Regions from separate parts of the Mus musculus genome. Here region 1 is linked to region 2. Evidence: chromatin contacts called from public HiChIP or PLAC-seq data. All regions are on one chromosome and are shown on one strand. Each heading gives the region's core, a stretch centred on a gene start, on an enhancer-like site or on the middle of the called end of the contact. The rest is flanking DNA. Distances are from core to core; before and after follow the strand shown. Region 1 holds the start of Gnai1 (guanine nucleotide binding protein (G protein), alpha inhibiting 1). Region 2 holds the start of Cd36 (CD36 molecule).

Region 1 (3,866 bases), core at 710-3,209, 520 kb before region 2:
GGCCATCTTCTGTTCACACTTTGCCTATTAATCTTTTAGTTAGATATTCATATGAAACAAAATATTCCCTAGTCTGGACTGAATGCTTATGTCTCCTCAGTACCCTTCGGCTGAAGCCCTAACACCCTGGTCTGGAAGGCAGAGCCCTTGGGAAGTACATAGAGATGGAATCCTGAACGTGGCGGGCCAATATCAGTATGAGAAGAAAGAATTCTCTTCTCTCATCCCTGGTCCTCTTTCCTCAAGAAAACCCTCACTGGAGAGAGAGCTGGATCCATTGGCCCTTTAATCTTAGATTTCCAGACTTGAGAAATAAATGCCTGCTGTTGAAGTCATGTGATCACCATACTTTGCTATGGCAACCAGTTCAGGGCTCCAGTGCTCAGTTCCCTGCCCACCAGCTTCCCTGGAGAGTTCTTCCAACATCCTCTCAGAAGTGAGGATTATTTCCTCATGTCCTTGACGAGCTTTTCAAAGGGAAGGGGCAATTCATATAAGTCTTTGACAATTCCTATACAAGGTGTGCAGCTTCACCATGCCTCAGTCCTGTTTCCCTTTTGGCTGGCCCCACACTTATCTGGCCTGAACCGTGGAGGAAGGACAGTCAACTGATGGCTGCAAATGGCCCAGTCACATTAGATTTCATTAATTCTGGAATTCTTGATGAACTTTTGGAGTGTCAGGAAACACAAAGGAGGTAGAAGGTGACCGAGTACCCTAAAAGTGTGCGGGTTTTGTTCTATTTTGAAAGAATCCAACAAAAAGCGGAGGGAGTTCTTAAGATTGCTTATCTTGTGCCCCGCAGGTGTGACTCTAACAAAACGGAAACCTATAAGCTCTGCTTGCTCTGAGGGACCCAACCTGAAGCTAAATATTCAAATGGGAGCCAGAGACTAATTGCCTAATTTTTATCTCGTCGAGGAATGTATTTTCTTTGCTAGTGGCTTCATCATCTAATTCATCAACATTTCTCCTATAATCAGCAGTGCAACTGACAGGAGAGTCCAACCTTCCACCTATGCTCCTCCCCTCACGCTGGATGAAAAGCCATCTAGTCCTTGGCCTGCCCCTGGAAAGATGGACTGTAGTGTAGATCAACAGCTCATTTAAAAGCAAGGAAGCTAAGGCCTACAAAAAGAAATGCCATGCCTACTGGCACAGGAGTTACAACAGAGCCATAAACCATGGGTAGGCAGCTTGGCAAGACACTTACAAGTGCCCTAAAGGCGATCCATTACCACAGAGGCCGCAGACTTGTTTGTGTGTTTTACTGCTCACGCCATTTTAAAACAATTCTTTGATTCTTTGTCAAACGTTTCTGTCGGATTAGGAAGAAATTCCTTAGAAATGTGTTCCCTTATGAAAAGGGAGGTGAGCATAGATCAAAGGGAGAGCCAGAGGAAAAGAGAAAAGGCAAGGGAGGAAGTGAGCATTGGCAACCCCAAGACCCCAATTCCCGCTTGGTTGCTCCCCACTTCGGGTTTCGCAGGGCTCCATTTCTCGCTCATTTCGCTCTATTTCCCACGGTTCTTTACCTAAGCCTACACATTTTGTAAACCCTTGGGTGGCTGCAGGCTCCGGGCATGCTCAAATGCCCTGGACTGCCTTTCCTCACCCCTTGCTCGCAACTTTGGCAAGCGTCCCACTCGCGCTCTTAAGGGGCAGGTACCCACGGATCCCCCGCAGTGGTCTCCAAAGCGTGGGAGGGGGTTAGTGAGCTCCCAGGCGGAGCTGGAGAAGTCAGCGGCCGCACGGGGCACCTCGTGGGGGGACCTGCAGGAAAAGCTGGGCTCGGCGATCACGCGGGCGCGCGGCGGTCGGAGGGGGCGCTGTCCGACGGCACGTGCGCGGGCGGGCGTGAGCGCGCGCTGGGAGTGGTCGCGGGGCGGGCAGGGGCGGGGCCGCGGCGGCGCGCGGACGCCGAGCTCGCTCGGGCTGTGCGCGGCTGCGGCTCGGCCACGGGCAGCTGCGGTGGCGGCGGCGGCGGCGGCGGCGGCAGAGCCTAGCGGTCGCAGGGATTCGCGGGCGCGGATCGCGGAGTGTCGCCGGCAGGGACGGCCGCCCGAGGCGGCAGCGTGCGGACTAGCAGACCTCGCCTCCAGCTTGCGGGAGCTGAGGACGTAGCGGGGCCGCCTCCGGGCCAGCCTCTCCTCGCTCTGCCAGCCGGCCCCGGCGCCGAGGGCGCGGCGACGCTCGGCCACCATGGGCTGCACATTGAGCGCTGAGGACAAGGCGGCCGTGGAGCGCAGCAAGATGATCGACCGCAACCTCCGGGAGGACGGCGAGAAGGCGGCGCGGGAGGTCAAGCTGCTGCTGCTGGGTGAGCGCGGCCGTGGGGACGGGGCCCGGGCCGGGGGACAGCGGTGAGCGAGCGCGGCATCCCAGTCCCTCAACAGCGCAGGCGGCTTCTTGGCCGCGGCGGTGACTGTCGCGCGACCTCACTGGCAGCCCAGAGTGTGGCGGGGCGGCGGGACGCGTGGGAATCCGATCTTTGAAGTTGAGCTTTGCCCTCCCTAGATGAGGGACAATTCGGGACCACAAAGCCAAGCACCCCCTCTCCACGGAAACCCGGTGGTGAGAGGTGTCGTGCCGCGTTGCGCTTTGCCCACGCCTGGAAAGTGCCACGTTGGGTGGCCTCGGGGCTCTCTTTGTGGGTCCTCTTCCTCTGCGGGGTCTCAGTGATCTTCCTGTCAACTTCATATGGCGACTCAGTGAGTGGAAAAGAGCGCTGAGATTTTCCCTGCGTAAGGACTTGAGCTGCTCTGGAAGCTGGATTTTGCCTGGGTGGGGGATGGAAACCACCAAAGTTGGCTTACGTTTGCTCTCATAGTAGGAAGGGAAAGAGGCTTCGCGGGTGAAAACAGCCCTGACAGGTGCGAAAGGCTCCTCGACCACAGGGTCGTTCCTCCACTGCGGTGTTCGCTCCAGTGAGGTTTGACAGCTGCACACCATGCTTTCTTTCTTCATTCTTAACACTGTTTTGCTAATAGGCGACGTGAAGGTCTTTCTTCCAGTTTTTTTGAACGGAGGAAAAAAAAAAAAGAGTAGATCCGGATTTTGATTGAGCGATATAAGGAAAATATTCACAGGTTATGGTTTTTTTAGATCTGTGAGTCAGGGTTTTTCCTTTTGTTTGTTTTTCTCCCACACTGTAGGTATTTAGGCAGATGATAGATTTCTTAGAATCTTCGTTTGCACTTCCAGCGATTTGCTTGTGTTCTTCTCACAGTTGTGATAAAAGAGAAACATCGCTGCACAGATCTGCTTTTTAGTAAGCTCCCGTTTCATTGGTTTAACGACTGCAGAAAGATGGTGGTTATTTCCTTCTTTCTCCATTACTAGTAGGCTTAGAAGAAGCAAACTTGGCATGACTAAAAGTAATAATGATCTGAGTCATTTTGCAAGCAAACTGTGAAATAACTTTGCATTTTAAAGACCTGGGTGGTGTTTTTCACCCATCACAGCCTCCCCATAAATCTTTCTCTGTAAATAGGATTGACTGAGTTTTTATATTAAAAAGATACTGTCTTTCCATGAGATCGGCGTGTTTTTAGAATATTAGCCACAGAACCATGTAACTTACAATAAACATAAAATAAAGGGATTAGACAGTTCTTTCTCTGTGGCTTCAGAGCACCTGCTTGGAAGGTCTCCTTGGTTGTAATACTGTTCTCAGTTGGAGCTACCATCCACCACATTTAAAGCAGTTGTAAAATGAGCCCTCCCAGTGATAGTGGCAGCTTATCTTTTAATTAGACACCTATGAAAGATTTGAAAAATGGAATTTTTGCAAGCTTCAGAATGCAAGGTATCTCTTTTTATCACTGTTGACGATTTGAAGTTGATAATTCTTTGTTGTTCTCTGT
Region 2 (3,732 bases), core at 39-2,538:
ATGTTGTTAAATATTCTCTTTATGACTTAACTTTATCTGTACTTGTGTTGGAAACCTAGCTCTAGATGGCTGTGTTGGTATTTATATGCATGAGAATTAAATCTGAGGGAAAAAAAGTATTTATATCAAAAAGATTGAAGTCCATAATACATTTGTAGAAAATTCACAATCCTGGTTAAAATATTTCTTAAGGTATTCTTTTTCTTTCCTTGTCATATCATGCAATGTAGATACATTTTTCACAGTTTTAAGGTTTCCTTTCCTATAAGTAACTCGTTCAATATGAAACGCATAAGTAACTTATATTGAGGGTTTACAAGATGGTGTCATCACTTTTCCCACTGAAATCAAAGTCAAAACCCCTATAACCCTGAAGTATGTTAATGACCTTTTGGTAGTAGTTAAATAAATATATTGGTGTTATCCCCTGGGAAACCTCATGAGGCTAAGAAGGAGTTTCAGATGTTCTCCAGTCATTTTTCACCCCTGTAAGTGAGAGGGAGATCTGCCAGGGTCACACACCAATGGCAGGCACAATGTAAGACCAAGGAATGGCTTATCCCTGAGCTTATGAGCTAAATATATTCTTGCCCGTGACTCTTAGTTGCTTCATTTCAGGAGCGACCTGGAGACGATTTTCTAGTGAGCTTGCCAGCTTTTGGCCGTGATAACCTTATGAGGGTTTTGCCTGTCTGCTAGTGGATTTTTTGTGAGAATATTCTTCCCATTGTAGATCTAGAATGGCTGAGGTTGATGACATGCTATGCTCAGTAGTATTAGAGTTGTTTGGTACTTGTGCTTTCTATTTTGGATGAATATATTTAGGCTATTTTTTTTATAAGCATATCACCATCCTCTTGAAATTTCAGCTAAATTAACAACAAAAAATGACAAATAGTTAAGAACTTCCATCTAGAACAATGGGCCATTTCCTTTTGTAAAATTTGTTTGTCATCCCTGTTGATTGACAAGAGTTTCCAATTGTTTTCCAAATTATGAATCTGAAAGTCTTCAGGTTCATGCTAGGTAGTATAGAAAAACACTCTTCTCTGCACTTTATGACCTGAGATTTTCAGGCTTTGTTGGGACAGACCAATCAGTTCCCTAATTTACTTCCCCCTTGCTGCTACACTCCAGCATCTGGAATAACAATTACAATGGAAAACAAAGTATAGAAGGGGCGGCTCAAATCAGGGGCGGCTCAAATCAGTTCCGTTGGTTCTCTGGCCTCTGACTTACTTGGATGGGAACATGGCCAAAAAAAAAAAAAAAAGACTGCTGAGTATTTCAAATGTAGGTGATGGGTCTTCACCAGAAATAGACCCTTGTGAGCTTAACTAGCAGTGAAGTGTGACTTTTTTCTTTCTCTTCTTTTTTTCAATTCCCTTGGCAACCAACCACAAATTAGCATCTGACATTGAATTTTTTAAAGCTCGTTTCAACTCTCACACACATAAGTAGTGAGGAATTCAGGGTAGGGGTTTTCTACTGAGGACTTTTTCTTCTTCACAGCTGCCTTCTGAAATGTGTGGAGCAACTGGTGGATGGTTTCCTAGCCTTTCAAAGGTAAGTTATATGGGATTTTCCCTTTACATTAAAAAAAGAAAGAAAGAAAAATTTGTCTGCCTTTACACTGAGAGGAGATAATAGCATTTTAAAACACTTACTATGAAAAATGTCAAATGAAGAATAAATAAATCCATTGTTTTCTTACAGTCTTTAGGCTTTATTGAATGCTTATATGTTATTTACAGATCTACCTATATTTTTGCTGGATAGTATTAAAATATTGTTCAGTGACAAGTGATATTTTAGTTTATGATTTTTGATATCATGTATATTTTCAACACTCCTTTGTCAATATTTAAAATGATTTATAGGCCAATTTGGGTTTTATTCAAAACTTCTCTATTTAAACATGATTTTTACTTTAAAATATAAGAACATTTTTCAAGAGTGTTGATACAGTGAGATTAGTATATAAACAACTTGTAAATCTTATAGAGCACTCTGTCTTGAATGCAATTTGTTAACTATTTGCTGTTGTTCAGTGTCATTAGCTTGTTGAAGTTTCAGTGGACAATTTGTGGTGAACTTGATTATTTTCTCCACAGTTAGGAGTAAGGCAGGAATTACATATACATTTACTGAGCACTTTTCTCTAATGAACAAAAATATTTTACTTCCCAAAAGGAGTGGGTAATTTCAAATAATTACTTTAAATTTAATTAATGTGTATCAGTATACTACTTAAATGTAAAAATGAAAGAAAATTAATGCCTTTGAAAATTAAAAAAATCATTTCAAATACTAGTAAGTTATTTCCCTAAATCATAATTTTGGGTTTAAAGAATAGATAACACATTTTAGAAAAAAATTAACTACCTAATTATTAACTATTATTGTTATTAACTAAGTAACTATAAATGGCATAATTTTTAATAATAAATTTGAAATGTTTCTAAAGATGTAAGGATCCAAGACTTTCCAGTCCTTTCATAAATAATTTTAAGTTGGCAATGTCTTTTGAAAGTCTAAGAGATCCTTGCTGTACATACTACTTTGTAAATAAGTAAAAATAAAATCCTCAAGAAATTTTACTAGTTGATTTTCCAAGAGTCTTTTAGAGTATATAAATGAACAATGTAGAAAACCCTTTCCACTAAAATCATTATTGAACCAGAACAATAAACCAAATTTAGATTAACAGATAACAGGCTGGCCTGGAGAAAATATTAAAGTTAACAATGGGTGGGGTATTTGTACAGAGTGTACTGAAAAGTTTGGAATTAATTTTGAAAGTCACAGTTGCTCCTCTTACCATTAATAAAAATTATGGTTATATTTCTCTAAATTTGAATAATTTTAATATTTTTGCCTACTTTGCTTTTCATTTCCTGAAGGAACCAATTTTGTTACTATTTTGTGATTTAATTCACAGTTTTATAGTTAACTTTCTAAAATATTCAATTGCATGGTCTGATAGAGTAGTTATTTCACCACTGAACAAAAATTTAATATTACACGTGCAATGTATACAATCAGATTTTATTAAAATTTGAAAATATTTATGCAGTTTTTATATAACTACAATTACTGCACTTTTCCAAATTATGGTATTGGGCAACAAAACATTAGTTATTACTACATTGCAGTTGCTTAAAATAATATTACATAATACATGAAACTCATTATTTGCACATTTTAACTTCTTCTTGTGTACACTTGTAATCTTTCTTAATCTATATCAATCTTGGAGAAAATAGAATAACAAAATAATTTACAAAAAAACACAACTGAATCCTTACCATCTTCTGCCTTTTAGCCCTTCTCTGAGCTTATATTTAACACTGAATCATATGTGCTATTTAACCAGAGAGTTCTATTTCTACACATAATTTTATAACAATTTTCCTAGGTCTTTTGTTTCAGCATGGTCAACTACTACCAAATAGCTGAACATCTTCCTATAGAGGAATTTTAATCTAGCAACATGGCTGCTCTAGCAAATGATCATATCCAAGGTTCTCCTAGGTCTATGTGATGTGGCTGGGATGTAGACACATCTTTAATCCTAGGAGACAAGCAGCTCTCTTGGGTTTAAGCAGTTCAAGACCATCCAGGGATAAAGCAAGTTTAGTGTAATGAAAAGCTTAGCTCCATGCATAGTGGTACGTGTCTTTTAATCCCAGCACTCAGGAGACAGAGGCATGTGGACCTCTGAGTTCTAGT

Evidence for each region. HiChIP or PLAC-seq counts read pairs in DNA pulled down with a chosen protein or histone mark.
Region 1: a contact with region 2 is called in an H3K4me3 HiChIP or PLAC-seq map of neural tube, with 5 times the contacts expected there. The contact joins the promoter of Gnai1 here to the promoter of Cd36 in region 2. A contact is called at or near these places in 1 of 39 promoter capture datasets (hippocampal neurons), 1 of 484 Hi-C or Micro-C datasets (stem cell-derived neural progenitor cells) and 2 of 115 datasets of contacts at active chromatin or transcription factors (embryonic limb bud and neural tube).

The regions. Positions count from the first base shown.
Region 1 is chr5:18,358,506-18,362,371 of GRCm38.p6, reverse strand. Gnai1 (guanine nucleotide binding protein (G protein), alpha inhibiting 1) reads left to right here and starts at 1,959. Exons shown (of 8, transcript NM_010305.1): 1 at 1,959-2,320. The coding sequence starts at 2,203.
Region 2 is chr5:17,833,452-17,837,183 of GRCm38.p6, reverse strand. Cd36 (CD36 molecule) reads left to right here and starts at 1,288. Exons shown (of 15, transcript NM_007643.4): 1 at 1,288-1,566.